Linked DNA regions of Mus musculus: region 1 is linked to region 2. Evidence: chromatin contacts called from public HiChIP or PLAC-seq data. All regions are on one chromosome and are shown on one strand. The core of a region is the stretch at or near the end of the contact, and the rest is flanking DNA. Distances in the headings are between cores, read along the strand shown. Region 1 holds the start of Mpp5 (membrane protein, palmitoylated 5 (MAGUK p55 subfamily member 5)). Region 2 overlaps Gphn (gephyrin).

Region 1 (3,526 bases), core at 768-3,267, 110 kb before region 2:
GAAAGCAGATTTGGCTTTTGTTTACATAGGTAGGGGACTATAGGTAGTGAGTCTGAGCTTTTTAATCAGACCACAATACAGTAGCCTAGATGGAGGGCTCAGCATTAAAGAGCTCTTGCTGAGGAACCAAGTTAAGCTCCCAGCACCCACAATGGGTGGTCCCCGAGAGCCTGTAACTCTAGTTCTAGGGGAATTCAATGCCTTCAGCTGCCACTGGCACATGCATATATGTGTCAATATCCCACCCCCATGAACATATAAATAAAATCTTTTTTCAAAAAAATTACAATTCCGAAGTCGACATGCATAGCTAAGTCACTGTACCACTTTGGATGACCCTTAGGTAGAATTATATTAAGTCTCTCATCTATTTTAACATTATATTTATATATGTGTATGTGTGTGTGTGTGTGTGTGTGTATAAAATCACTAAGGAGTCCACCATTATTTGTCAAATTCAAGGTGATGACTTTTAGTCATTCGTGGCAAATTTACTCAATTTTTAAAAGATTATGAAACGCTGGGTGTGGTGGCGCACACCTTTAGTCCCAGCACTCAGGAGGCAGAGGCAGGCGGATTTCTGAGTTCGAGGCCAGCCTGGTCTACAAAGTGAGTTCCAGGACAGCCAGGGCTATACAGAGAAACCCTTTCTCGACGCCCCCCCCCCAAAAAAAAAGATTATGAATCTCTTTTGATATCTTTGTCTTTTTTACTTATAAAGCTCTTTAAATTTTAATGTAAGCCTGCTATTACAGTTTAGAATGATCTTTAAAACAAGAAATCGTGTCCACAGAAATACTATAGAAACAGCTCGTCAAGAAAGGATAGTGTTCATTCCCACCAATACCTATACTTCAAAGACACCAGCACACCACATAATTTGTTACTGTTGCAAAAGTTAACAAGTTATTAATTTCTGGCATAATTTAAAAGGATAATTAGAATAGTATCATTAAAACATTACAGTGCCTTATTAAAACCAGAAATACCTTCCACCTTATCCGCTAAATCAAAACTTTAGAATTCTTGCTACACTGGCTTTCAGAATTTAAACTCTTGAAACTCTAAATTAGACACAACACACTAAGTAAAAACCCTCGTAGGTGCTGCATTCATTTTAGAGTAAAGTGTCATGGAAAACTTTTCGGCCGAATCTAAATTCCACACACATTACTGTGTGTCAGTCAGCTGGACAGAAGGAGAGAGCTATCCTTAGTCAGTTACGTAATTTACAATAAGGATCGTTCCGAGCGGCATTCATTGAAAGTAGCTCTACCAAGCATTTACAGGCTTCAAAGTTCACCGGACAATCTCCGTCTAAGTTCTGAGAACGCACTACTCTTTAGCAGTGGTCACAAGGAAGCAGGAACTGTTTATCCGCAGAACGCAATGAGTAGCAGAACACCAGGGGCTGACTCAGGCACCGGAACGCTGGCTGCATTCCGTCTTCCACGGGAAAGTGTTTCCCAGGCTGGTTCCCCGATCCGGCCAGGGGTGGGGTGAGGGAAGAGTCCCAGAGACTCGCGAACTCCGGGCCTGGGCGCAGCGAGACGACTCCCTGCCGTGCCCCCGGCAAGTCCGGCGGGGTGGCCCGCCACCGCGCCAAGGTGCGTCCCCCCCACCCCCACCCCCCGGCCCAGGGAACCAACCGGCATCGCGCGGGGAGCGTCCCTCCGAGGGACAAAGGTTGGGCTGCCACCGCGGCGCCCGGCTCAGCCTGGGGCTCTCCCCAGGGAACCCTGGCGGTGCGGCGGGTCTGGGAGGGGGTGCGAGCCCCGCCGCCCCTCCCCCGCCGCGCTCCCGGGAACCTGTTGATTAAGATCGCCACAGCCCGGGCGCTGCGGGTCCGCCCCTTACCTCCAAGCCCCGGCGGCCGCCGATCCTCTCTCCCTCCCTCGCTCCTCAACGCAGCCCAAGCAACAGCCCTCCGTCTGGCGGCCCTCAAAACACTGGATAAAGAATCCAGAAACTCCCGATTCCTCCCACCTCGGAGTCTCCAGTCCCCGCCCCCTCCTCACCGCCAGCCTCCTCCGTCGCCGCCGTCGCCAGCAACTCCTCCTCGAGGCCGCGCGAGACCGGCCCCCGCGGCTGACGCGAGACCGCGCACGCGCCCCTGGGACGCTGGCGCAGCGGGCGCGCCTATCCCAGGCCGTTCCTGGCGCGGCCCGCCCACGGCCCGGAGAGAGGCTGGAACGGATCGTCCAATCCTGAGCGCGCGTGGGGAGAGGGCCCGCTGATTGGTCCGCTCTTCCCCCCCCCCGCCTCCCGGGGGCTCGGCCGCGCGCACTCACCCGCCTCGAACTGCGAAGCGTTCGTTCTAACCGCTGAGTCGCTTCGCTGCCTCAGCCCACCTCCTCGCCTCTGTGTGGGGTCGCCGTGCTTCCCTGAGACGGACTCGGAAGCCGCTAAGGCTCGACGGGGCCTGGGAAGCGGTCATCTCCTGAGAAAAATCCGATTCCCTTGGAAGAGACCCCTGTTGTCCTGTCAGGCACATCAAAAATGCTAATGCTCAAAACAACCGTGACGCCAACACCTGGTTGTGTATAAAGTTCCACACAATTCCCTGATTCCACAGACGACTCCTTTCTGAAAACCAGGAAGGATGTCAAAGGCCACAGTTGTCACAGAATTCTCCGGAGAGGATTGGGAGTTACTTAGGCTAGTCCCAGCGCGAGTCCATGCTGTCAGGACACACCTATGCCACCATCTGGGAAGGGTGGGCACGGAAAGTGCTATGAAAGTGTGCGCGAGGAACTGGATTTGGAGCAAACAGAAATATGTTCTATGTAGAAACCTCTTCTGCTGGACCTAAATCCATTGCTTCAGCCTGTTGAGTTTTCTCAGGGGCACATGTCGTAGACAACTGTCCCTCTGTGCCTTCGTATATGCAATTAATCATGTCTTTATTTCCTCCCACCGTGGTTTTTAAGCACCATTCCCAATATACCCAGGCTCCTACCTACCTTTTTCCTCTTATGGGTTGTTAGTGTCCCCAAGGAATACTATGCCCTCTGAAGTAAGCACAACTTTTTTTGGGGGGTGGGGGGAGGGCGAAATCCTTCTCTTCCTGGATCATCAAATTCAAATCTTACTGACATTTTATTAAGTACTTAACGTTGTTTATTGGTGTTAGTAAGGCAGAGCCAAGGACAGGACTTTTTTACATACCACTAAAGACCTCTTTCCTTCTGTCAAACATACCTCAGTGGACTTTGAGTACAGACGGACAACTTCCAAATATATGTAACTGAACTGTCTGCTTAGTTCATCTTCACAAAGAAGTGAGAATTTGTGAACTGCAAGTGGACTGTCTCCAGAATTCCTAGACACTGTTAGCCACACACAAAAGGTTAGTGAGTGTTGACATTCCTTTCTACCTTTTTTTTTTTTAATGCATAAGACATTAGGTAACAAGTACTCTAGTTCCTTTTTTAAAAAGTGGTTCCCCCACCCCACCCCCTTTTTGGAAATGTTGACATAAAGCTAGCTTACTCTTGTTGTGAGGACTGTTCTGTGCATGATAATG
Region 2 (3,607 bases), core at 304-2,803:
TGTCTTCCTCTCTTATTCCTTTCTCTTCCCTCCCTCTCCCCCCTTTCTTGGCTGTTTCTCTTCTCTTGCTCACTCCCTGTCTGCCATGGCCAAGACTGGTCTGTTAGTTGTGTTCAGTCTACTTTCTCTCCCAGCTCTGTGCTCTTCAAGATGCCCCTAGCTATTCTCTCTCTCTCTCTCTCTCTCTCTCTCTCTCTCTCTCTCTCTCTCTAATTAAAACTTTCCCCTCAACCATACCTTGGGGCAGTCACACCATCACTTTTTACAGTTAGAAAGGTGAAGTCTTAGCCCACTTCAGCTGATTCATAAGTGGGGTTTTCATTAAAACCAGGTAGCTTATGTTCAGATACAATGAATGTTTCCTGCTGACTAAACAATGAGTAAGCTGTATCACTCTTAAGTCCAGTCTCCTTCAGCCATTAGCCTATCTGAAACACTGCAGTCAAATTATTTTTCTAAATAATGACTTACTATACCACTTCTGCTTTTTAAAAAAAGCTTCAAATTCAACTGGTATGGGCAAGTCTAACCCCAAATATGTGCCAAATTTATGTGTATTCTTTCTGCCCCAATCTTTTGTTCTAATTAGTCTAGCCTAATATTGCAAAATTTATGCTTTCTATTTGGATTAACCTATCATCTTTTTCTATCCAAATGCTACTAATTCTTCAAATTTCTGGACTTTATAAATTTGTTCTAACCATTTAAGCTTAGAGTTGCTAAAGCTTTTCTGATATATTTTCATCACATTTTCAAAATTATAGCAAAGATATTTAGATTCCATTTCTGCCTCTTCACTAACTAGCTTTATAATGTTAGAGGAATTCATTAACATTGCTGGGTTTCAAAATTAGACCTTTTTTTAAGGAAAGAAAGGAGACAAACCAAATCCCTAGAAACTCCAACACATTGTGTTCCTTATAGTGTGTGCAAATATAGAGAATATATTTCAATGTAGACTTATTATTTCTAGAACACTTAACAATACAGTTAACTTTCAGGTATTTGAAGCCTTCCTCTTATAATTCTCACTGACTTATGAACTCACTTTCTTCTTTTAAACAAAAAGTACACAAGACATAGGCAAATGTTATAGGCTGCAGAAATGGACCCACAGTTAAAAGCATTGGCTGTTCTTTCAGAGGATCCAGGTTTGGTTCCTAGCACCCACAAGACAGCTTACAACTGCCGATAACTTCAGCCCTAGGGATCCAATGTCCTCTTTGGCCTCCACAGCACTAGGCACACATGCTGTATAGATAGATATACATGCAGGCAAAATGCCCACACAGACATTAAACAAACAAACAAACAAATGGCTGGTAAACTTTAGCTTAAATCAGTTTAAACAGTTATAACACTTACTCTTCTAGTTTTATATTGACTGAAAAAACCATGGTAAATGATAAGAACAAGAGCTATAAAGTATAATCATACAGAAACTAAAAGCCACACTCAGGACTTTTCAGAGGACAAGAATCTACGGATCACTTTCTACCCTTATCTGTCAGAGCTCAGCCTGGCTCGGTGCTTGAAAACATTCCTGAGCTGTTTCTCACCCAGAGTTCCTCCCATGACTACTTGTTTCCTTGTAGAGGTTCTCACAGAGCCTTCTGTATAACAATATTTGCTTTCACTAGAAAAGGGAATGCATAGCAAAAAGAATGAAGAGGCAACCTACACAGAATATCAATTGCTGGACAGTGATGTACCTTGTTTCCCTTGCTAAATTCCTAGTACAGATTTTCATTAGAAAAGCAGTCCATTCTTTCCTCCCACACTCCACCTCTGAGTTCTAAACCATTCATCTCAGCTCCTTTAATACAGCACTCTAAGACTGAAAAAGCCTATATTAGCAACACTCAAACAACAACCCTGTTCTCAGTTTTATATAAGGTATTGCTACCAAATAAAAGGGTATACACTAGAAAGTGGCACATTTCTCTGAATTGCCCACTATCCTGGTTTTATAGTTTGTTGTTCAGTATGCTTTGAGGTTAAATTTAAAACCAACACTACAACATCATCAGGAAACATCTATCACACATTAATTAAGAACTTTACAGCTGTATTAGATCATAGGGTCCTCTTCCATCTCAGTCTCCCCCACTCTCTCAGCTCTCTCTGGGGCAGAGAGTTGCTGTGCTCTTGCACTCTCCCTTCTTGCAGCTGGAAACACCCTTGAATTATAGCTTTACTTTCAGTGCCTTGTGACTTCTGGCACGTAGGCTAGGTTACCATGGTATGGAACTTTATCCTCCCACCCTGAAATTCCCTTCCTTCCTGAGTTTGAAAGGCATGAAAGGTCTGTGTCCCTCAAGGGCCTTGATGTTATCTCTTCTAATTGCCCTCCCACTTCAGGATCTCATCACTCATGAGTCTGTAAGTCTCTTAACAAAGGACAATTCAGTCCTTTTCCACAAACCTGCTTTTTAAAAAAGTTATATCTATTAGTACACTAACTCAAGAGTACTTTAAAGGTGTTTTGCTTTTGTAGTAAGATAATGTCAGTAATACAGTCTATCAAATACCTATGTACCTTAAAAAAGAAAAAAGAAAAAAAAAACAAGAAAAAAAAAATAAAGATTCTTCCCAAACCAAACCAAACCAACCAAACAAACCAACAAAAAAACCCAAAACAAACCTGGCTGTAGTGGCCAAGACCCTTGGTAATTAGAAGTTTGTCTGTGCTACATAACACGCATGTACACACATGCATGCATGCACATTACATACCCCATGGAAAATATCAAACCAAACCAACATGGAAAGTGAAGAATAGAAGTAAAAATACATAGAATTATGGGTCAGAACAGTGCAATTTAGGGCTAGGATATATAATAATATGAATAATAACTAAAAAGCTCCCTTACCCTTCCATGTCATAAAGAGTTCATAAATGTAATTGAAGGCAGGGCCAGCACCACTGTTTGGTGGGAACTAAGACGTTTTATGCTGAGTTTGTTTCTTGCTTATTTTATCCTTGTGGTTTTAAACTCTTAAGTCCATCCTACCTCCTCTCGGAAGTGTGTGTGTGTGTGTTCTTTAAAGTTGTAGCTATGTCCTGGTTTTAGGTGCTTAAAATTTATATTAAAAGACAGATTACTGATTAGGTCCAAATTCAAAGAACTAGATATCTTTCTCCTGCTGTGAAGCTCTTCCCACTTTCGTTCTAGGAGGTGGCCTCTGACTAGGTGACATGCATAGTGATCGTCAGCTTCTTTAAACAGCCAGGTGAACATATGAGTAAGAATTTTTAAAAGGAATGAAGTTTAAAGACACATCAAATAATCTCAGGAAAGAAGAAATTTAAGAAGCTACCCATATAATATTAATGTTCAAGATTTGGCCTGCGACCATTTCCCATCTAGGATGGGTTAATAATGTTAGTAGAACATACCTTGTGAACTGAGATCAGAGCCTTTCTAAAGCACTCATCATTAAGGAAGGGTCAATGCATAATGAGCTTTCTACAGTGGTAAAGAAAATAAGGGAGATACAGGTGACAGATATATGGTATCTATCACTCCAGTGGATCTTGTTTTATTTTTACTAGGTTGATGTTTAATTATTACAAGTAGTGACACTTCTAGAGAACAGAAATTTG

Evidence for each region. HiChIP or PLAC-seq counts read pairs in DNA pulled down with a chosen protein or histone mark.
Region 1: a contact with region 2 is called in an H3K4me3 HiChIP or PLAC-seq map of neural progenitor cells, with 31 read pairs. The contact joins the promoter of Mpp5 here to the enhancer-like site in region 2. A contact is called at or near these places in 5 of 39 promoter capture datasets (the 3T3-L1 cell line, 3T3-L1-derived adipocytes, the HPC-7 cell line and 2 more), 1 of 484 Hi-C or Micro-C datasets (pancreatic cancer cells), 3 of 115 datasets of contacts at active chromatin or transcription factors (bone marrow-derived macrophages, forebrain and neural progenitor cells) and 2 of 9 other capture datasets (adipose tissue and liver).

What each region holds. Positions count from the first base shown.
Region 1 is chr12:78,747,438-78,750,963 of GRCm38.p6, reverse strand. It overlaps Mpp5 (membrane protein, palmitoylated 5 (MAGUK p55 subfamily member 5)), which reads right to left and starts at 2,017. Exons shown (of 15, transcript NM_019579.3): 1 at 1,858-2,017.
Region 2 is chr12:78,638,252-78,641,858 of GRCm38.p6, reverse strand. All of the region lies in intron 17 of Gphn (gephyrin), which reads right to left. Among named protein-coding and RNA genes, the nearest start is that of Fam71d, 51 kb to the left of the region's middle. Within about 2 kb of position 1,553, at least 48 of the 459 cell types and tissues checked have an H3K27ac peak or open chromatin away from gene starts, as enhancers often do. A contact at or near this core is called in neural progenitor cells and pancreatic cancer cells, where this site is marked.